Linked DNA regions of Zea mays: region 2 is linked to region 1. The links are chromatin contacts, called in public Hi-C maps. All regions are on one chromosome and are shown on one strand. Each heading gives the region's core, a stretch centred on a gene start, on an enhancer-like site or on the middle of the called end of the contact. The rest is flanking DNA. Distances are from core to core; before and after follow the strand shown. Region 1 overlaps LOC103634777 (ARM repeat superfamily protein). Region 2 holds the start of LOC109941485.

Region 1 (2,752 bases), core at 95-2,594:
AGGGTAGCTTTTGTGCCGGTCTACCTTTAATTCTCTTCGCAAATACATACACACTTACCTTTTTGTTTAAGCAAGAGCATATGGTGGTGCGTGTCTGATGACTAACGATGTACGAGGGAATTTTTCCGGCATGTGTGGAACGTGCTCTCCAATGATGAGACCATACAAATCGTGGCATATATCAAAGTCTGCATGATACTGATGGTTGCAATGTAGTGGTGAAATAACTAGATTAAAATAACAAAATTTATGTATGGCTAGGATCACAAATTAATTATGAAACATTTTCTCATAACAATATAACACAGATTTTGTATATAAGTTATCGTAGTATACTGGTATTATATATTCCCGTTGCAACGCACGGGCATCCAGCTAGTTGAGTCATTATATATTTAAAATCTCAATCAGAACAAAAACTAGAATGCATATGTAACATTATGGACCTTAGTACGTATTTATTTGATTGAATTGAATTAACAGAGATTAAGTCCATTATTAAATCCAATAGAAAGGTCATACTAAAACAATTTAATCTTCAGATCTGTTTTAATTAAGACGAAGCATAATATTATTTGGATCAAGTCTTTTAAGGCTATTCTCAATCTACTTTTATCTTCTCACAATATCCAAAGATTACATGCCATATGAAATTACATAAAATACAACTATCCCGATGTATAGTATTATAGATTATTATTTTTAATCAGCTATAGAGTATTAAATGGTAGCATATGTGAGAGTGTGGGGGGCACTTGAATGGTTAAAAATTTAAAATTTCAATGTATGTGATCTTGTGCCCAAGTAGTTTCTTTCCCTCAATATACAATTTTCTTCTCTTTCCTCTTAACTCTCCTGCCACATCATTAAAAAAATGCTTGTAGCATGCATTACATGTGTATGTTATCAGTATTAAATAGTCTAATTATAATACTAATTACATAGATAGAGGATAGTTTATTAAGCGTAATTAATCTATAATTAGTAAATGTTTACGTAGCATCATATGAGCGAATCGTTGACTAATTAGATTTGATAGGTCCGCCTTATTGTTTAGCTCTAATCTACATAATTAGTTCTATAATTAAATATTTTTAATATTTTTAACTTGTATCCAAAACATTCCATGTGACAATGAGTAAAATTAAGTGATGTTCCTTAAAGAAAGAGAGAGAAACGAACCGACCGTAATGACCTGTGGTAGCTTAGGGAGCAAGCATTTGGGCTGCGAGAGATCGATCGAGCCGGCCGTTCACTCTGCGGTTTCGGCTCCATTTGCACTTGCCGGCGCGAGTGCGCGTGAGACGAGAACGCGTTTGCGTACGCATGAATGATATCGCGGGCACAGCTCCATGGATGCATGTGCGCAGGAAAGCTAGTGAGAGCGATTGATTGACGTCGACCGACCGGTGCGAGTCCCGTCGTCGACAACGTTTCCGTTTCCGTTTCTGTTCCCGTAATATATCATTTCGTTTATATCCCATTCATGTTTCCGTTTATATCTCATTCTTGTTTCCCCGTAAATACGAAAAGGGTCTCGATAAAAATAAAATACGGTACCAGACGAAGCAAAAAATTCTCCCACTCGTTTTCATCCCTGGTGAGACATAACGAGGTCTTCAGGCTTGTAAAGACTATTTTTCAGTTCGGTCCATGAAACCTTCATTACACCGGGTTTAGGATTGAAAACGCACCTGCAGGCAGGCCCTGAAGCGATTCATCATTTTTCACTCTTTTTTGTTTATATTTTGAGAAATAAAATGGGTTGATTCTCTGCCCCTCATCATCCGTCGTTTGCTAATAATTAGTACAAAGCATGAGAGAGAGATAGAATGGTTCTGTCAAAAGCAATGAAATAAACTCAATGATGCACCCCCTATATTTCCCATGCATGGTAGACGAGAACCATTTACAAAACAGGGAAATCATGTCATCTGGCACTCACACACGACAGCACATATTTTAGCATGCATGAGCTCTGGAACCACCAATTTTTAGGCGTCCACTGAACACGTTCTTGGTTATAGAGATCCACATCGCAGAAGAGATCATCTTAGCACCCAGACGTTGCAAGGAACCGGTCGTAGGGACACAGCGCTGGCAGCTTACAGGAATTGGGGTGCCATTGTTCATCAGCTGTGCAGAGAAACGTATCTGCTTGAGGATCCTGCCGAGATGACTGCTCGACGGAAGATTCACCAGCCTGAAAGTTAAGAACCTTGTGAGCACATGCACATTTAGTTCCACCTGGGTTGAATCTCAATATCTCATTTTAAATTCACCTGTCAGATAAAATATTGAAACCGCAACTTTTTAAAGGAAATGCAAAATAAAAATAAGTGGCAAAAATGTACTCAGTTCATATAACGTCCAACCGCCAATGAATACTGTTCTTATTGGCAGCTGTTTAACTGTGGACAGTTCAAGGTGCTAAGGATCTCTAACCTCTTTTTCACAGACACTCATGCACGCAGATAGCTTTTGCTGCTTCCCAATCAGAAGTGCTTCACATTGGTTGGCTACGTCCTTGAAAGGCAGATCCTGGTTTGTTGACACTGACGACCTTCCAACATGCTGAGATGTTTCCAAAACCTATACACAAATTATAACTCTTCTCAGGACTTATCAACTTATATTAAAAAGGTTTTTCGTGTTACCACCGTATGAGAGTAATGAAATTATGCTCTAACAAGTGTCAAACACTCCTGCGTTTTTCGAGAAAAAAAATGAACTGCACGGAGATATCCTTTTT
Region 2 (2,752 bases), core at 177-2,676, 86 kb before region 1:
TTCCACCATTGGAACAAGATAAAAATAAGCCGCAGGTGGAATAAGCTTTTCATTTGCAGACTTCGAAAGAATAAATTAAGGTAGGGCATCTTTGAATCAATCATTTCTTTGCAGTGGTCCTAATTCAACAAAAAGGCTTTATGTGGGGGGAACATATTGCAATTAGCAACGCAATCAATGTACTATATTGAATCTCCATTACTTCTATACCTTTCTGTTCGTTATCGTTTCCTTCACTAAGTTTTTCTCATGGGAAAATTATCGCCAATAAAACTTGCCCTGGGCCCTGGTTAGAGTTAATGGAATATGAACTCCCAGTCTCATGATGACAGTTCTGCCATGATATAGTTATTACAGTATCTGGTTATTCCCTATAGTTTATAGTTATTTCAGTGTCTGGTTATTCCCTATAGCCCCTGTTTGTTTCGGCTTTTCGCAGCTTCTGGCCACCAAAAGCTGCTGCGGACTGCCAAACACTCAGCTTTTCAGTCAGTTTCTATAAAATTCGTTTGGGTAAAAACCATTCAAAGTCAACATAAATATATAATCGGTTGAGTCGTCGCAATAGTAGTAATCCGTCACTTTATAGATCCTGAGCCCCACGGACAACTTTATCTTCCTCCGCACGTAATCCTAATGATACTCAGATTCTCTATACAGCCAGATTCTCCTTACAGCTAGATTCTTGGAAAAGCTGGTCAGAAAAAAGCTGAACCAAACAAGTCCATAGTTTGTTGCTGCCGTCAAGAAATGACTTAGGATCTGTGTCGCCCAACAATTTGGGTAACTCTGCAGTCTATATGATCCACCGAGATTAACACTTGTTATCTATGAATGTTAAAATCGCGTCTCACTTCGTTGCCCTAGTTTGAGCTGATGCTCGTTGCACATCGTTTCGTTACATGGCTGGCTGGCTCACAATGGTAACTGAAAACCCATCTTAATTTCTGTTGTTTGTTTAGATGGGTATTTAGATTCAGTTATATGAGCTAAATTGTAAAAAGATTTAGCCACTTTACCAATTACCATCTGATTTGTCTACTCACCCATTGTTGATCTGGTTCTCTTTGCAGTATATCTGGAGTCAAAGCGAGGCCGCGTTTTCTGCATAATATCTGGTTATGGGAGACCCCAGCATTATGGACGAGCCGAGGCAGTATACGATCCGCCGCCCAGAAGTTTTCTTTTTTATTTTTTAGATCCTACTAGTTGTGAAGTCAGCTCAATGATTGCCTGGGGCTGTGGGCTGTGGCCATGCCGCTGCAAATAAACTATCTCCAAATCGCCGTCCAAAGTACGACCACTGGCAGAGTGCCAGTAGTACTAGTTTCTTATGGTTTTCTCTCTGTACGTGCCAGTAGTACTAGTTTCTTAATCACGGGTGTAGTGCCTATAAACGCGTGCCCATTTCGGCTCAAAATTCTCATCAGCCTCTATTGGATTCGTCTTCCCTTTCCCTCGATCTCCAGTGTGGTCGTGCAGTGTTCTCTTTCTTGCCTGAGATACGAAGATCAGCCCCTGAGCCGATCCCATGGCTGCTTCTTCCCTCTCCCGTCCAGCAACGCCGGCCGCGCTCCGGCACGGGGCGTGCCACGGGCTGGGGCTGGCGCTACCGAGGAGTTTGCCGCTGTCGGCGGCAACGCGATGCGCCGCGCTACGCCGGGACGCGAGCGGCGGCCGGGACCAGTACGGAGGCGCGCTGGTGGACGAGGGCATGCCCGTGCTGCGGCGGCGGATCCGGGAGGCGTGGATGGTGGAGACCAACTACGAGGCGCCCGCCGAGTGGGCGCCGTGGGAGAAGCGGTACTACCCCGCCTACGTCTCCGACGTGTCTAGCCTCGTCGGCGCGCTGCAGCTGCTGCTCATGGGCACCAGGCCCGGCGTCGCCATCGCCGTCGCCGCCCTGGTGCTGGCCAGCGTCCCCGTGTCCACCGTCGCCGCGCTACACCATCTGGCGATGGTGGCCGAGGCCGTCCTGCAGTCCGTCCATCACATTTCTTGATCCAGTCGGACCATCTTTTGGTCTCCTTTTTTCTTTTCATTTGTAACCTTGAGGCAGTCTGCCGCGTGAATAGTATTGGAGGCTTGTAGTTGCAGCTGGATTGATCTAAAGATTCTTTAGCCTTGACAGATAGTAACAGTTTATTTTGAAATGCTCAAAAAATTTCAACACTAAGCAAACCGCTAACCCATCCACCCAAGTAGAGGTGTCAGTACCCGATAACCATGCGGAATTCCTCTATTAGGGCTGGTTTGGTGGACATAGAATTGGAGGGGATCCATGGGGAAGTAATCCCCCTCCGTATTCAAATTTGAATAGGAAGGGGATTCCTCCCACATGGATCCCCTCCAATTCCTTGTCCACCAAATCAGCTCTTAGGGATAAGGTATAAGAAGATTTTAATCCTATAGATATAGATTTTGGAGAAATTCTTTCCTCATTGAATATACGGGTATCAAAAAGCAGAACTCAAAACCAATTACTCATGAGTAATATTCATTTAGTAAAATTATATATGCACCCCAATAGGCAATAAGTCTAACAACCAACACTAACTCTCTCAACCCTTTTAAGCATCCATCCAATCCAGGAGAATAGCCACCCCGCCTACCCGTCCACATATCACTTTGTTTTTGTTGTTTTGCATGGTCAAACATGTTTTTTTTGTTAGATTTCAGTTTTTTTTGATATATTGTTGTTGGGTGTCGTGTGTGTTAAGGTCATATAAAATATAATATGATCATGCTTTTC

What was found. Hi-C and Micro-C count contacts between places; a contact is called where the count stands out from the background.
Region 2: a contact with region 1 is called in a Hi-C map of bundle sheath, with 5 times the contacts expected there. The contact joins the promoter of LOC109941485 here to the enhancer-like site in region 1. A contact is called at or near these places in 12 of 25 Hi-C or Micro-C datasets (bundle sheath, ear, endosperm and 3 more).

The regions. Positions count from the first base shown.
Region 1 is chr8:11,080,258-11,083,009 of Zm-B73-REFERENCE-NAM-5.0, reverse strand. It overlaps LOC103634777 (ARM repeat superfamily protein), which reads right to left. Exons shown (of 20, transcript XM_008657364.3): 19 at 2,446-2,592; 20 at 1,717-2,203. The coding sequence ends at 2,054. Among protein-coding and RNA genes, the nearest start is that of LOC103634777, 22 kb to the right of the region's middle. Within about 2 kb of position 1,344, at least 15 of the 20 cell types and tissues checked have an H3K27ac peak or open chromatin away from gene starts, as enhancers often do. A contact at or near this core is called in bundle sheath, ear, leaf and 1 more, where this site is marked.
Region 2 is chr8:11,166,511-11,169,262 of Zm-B73-REFERENCE-NAM-5.0, reverse strand. It overlaps LOC109941485, which reads left to right and starts at 1,426. Exons shown (of 1, transcript NM_001364504.1): 1 at 1,426-2,130. The coding sequence starts at 1,532. The coding sequence ends at 2,002. It overlaps LOC100285631 (ABC-2 type transporter family protein), which reads left to right. Exons shown (of 12, transcript NM_001158522.2): 11 at 1-80; 12 at 1,074-1,455. The coding sequence ends at 44.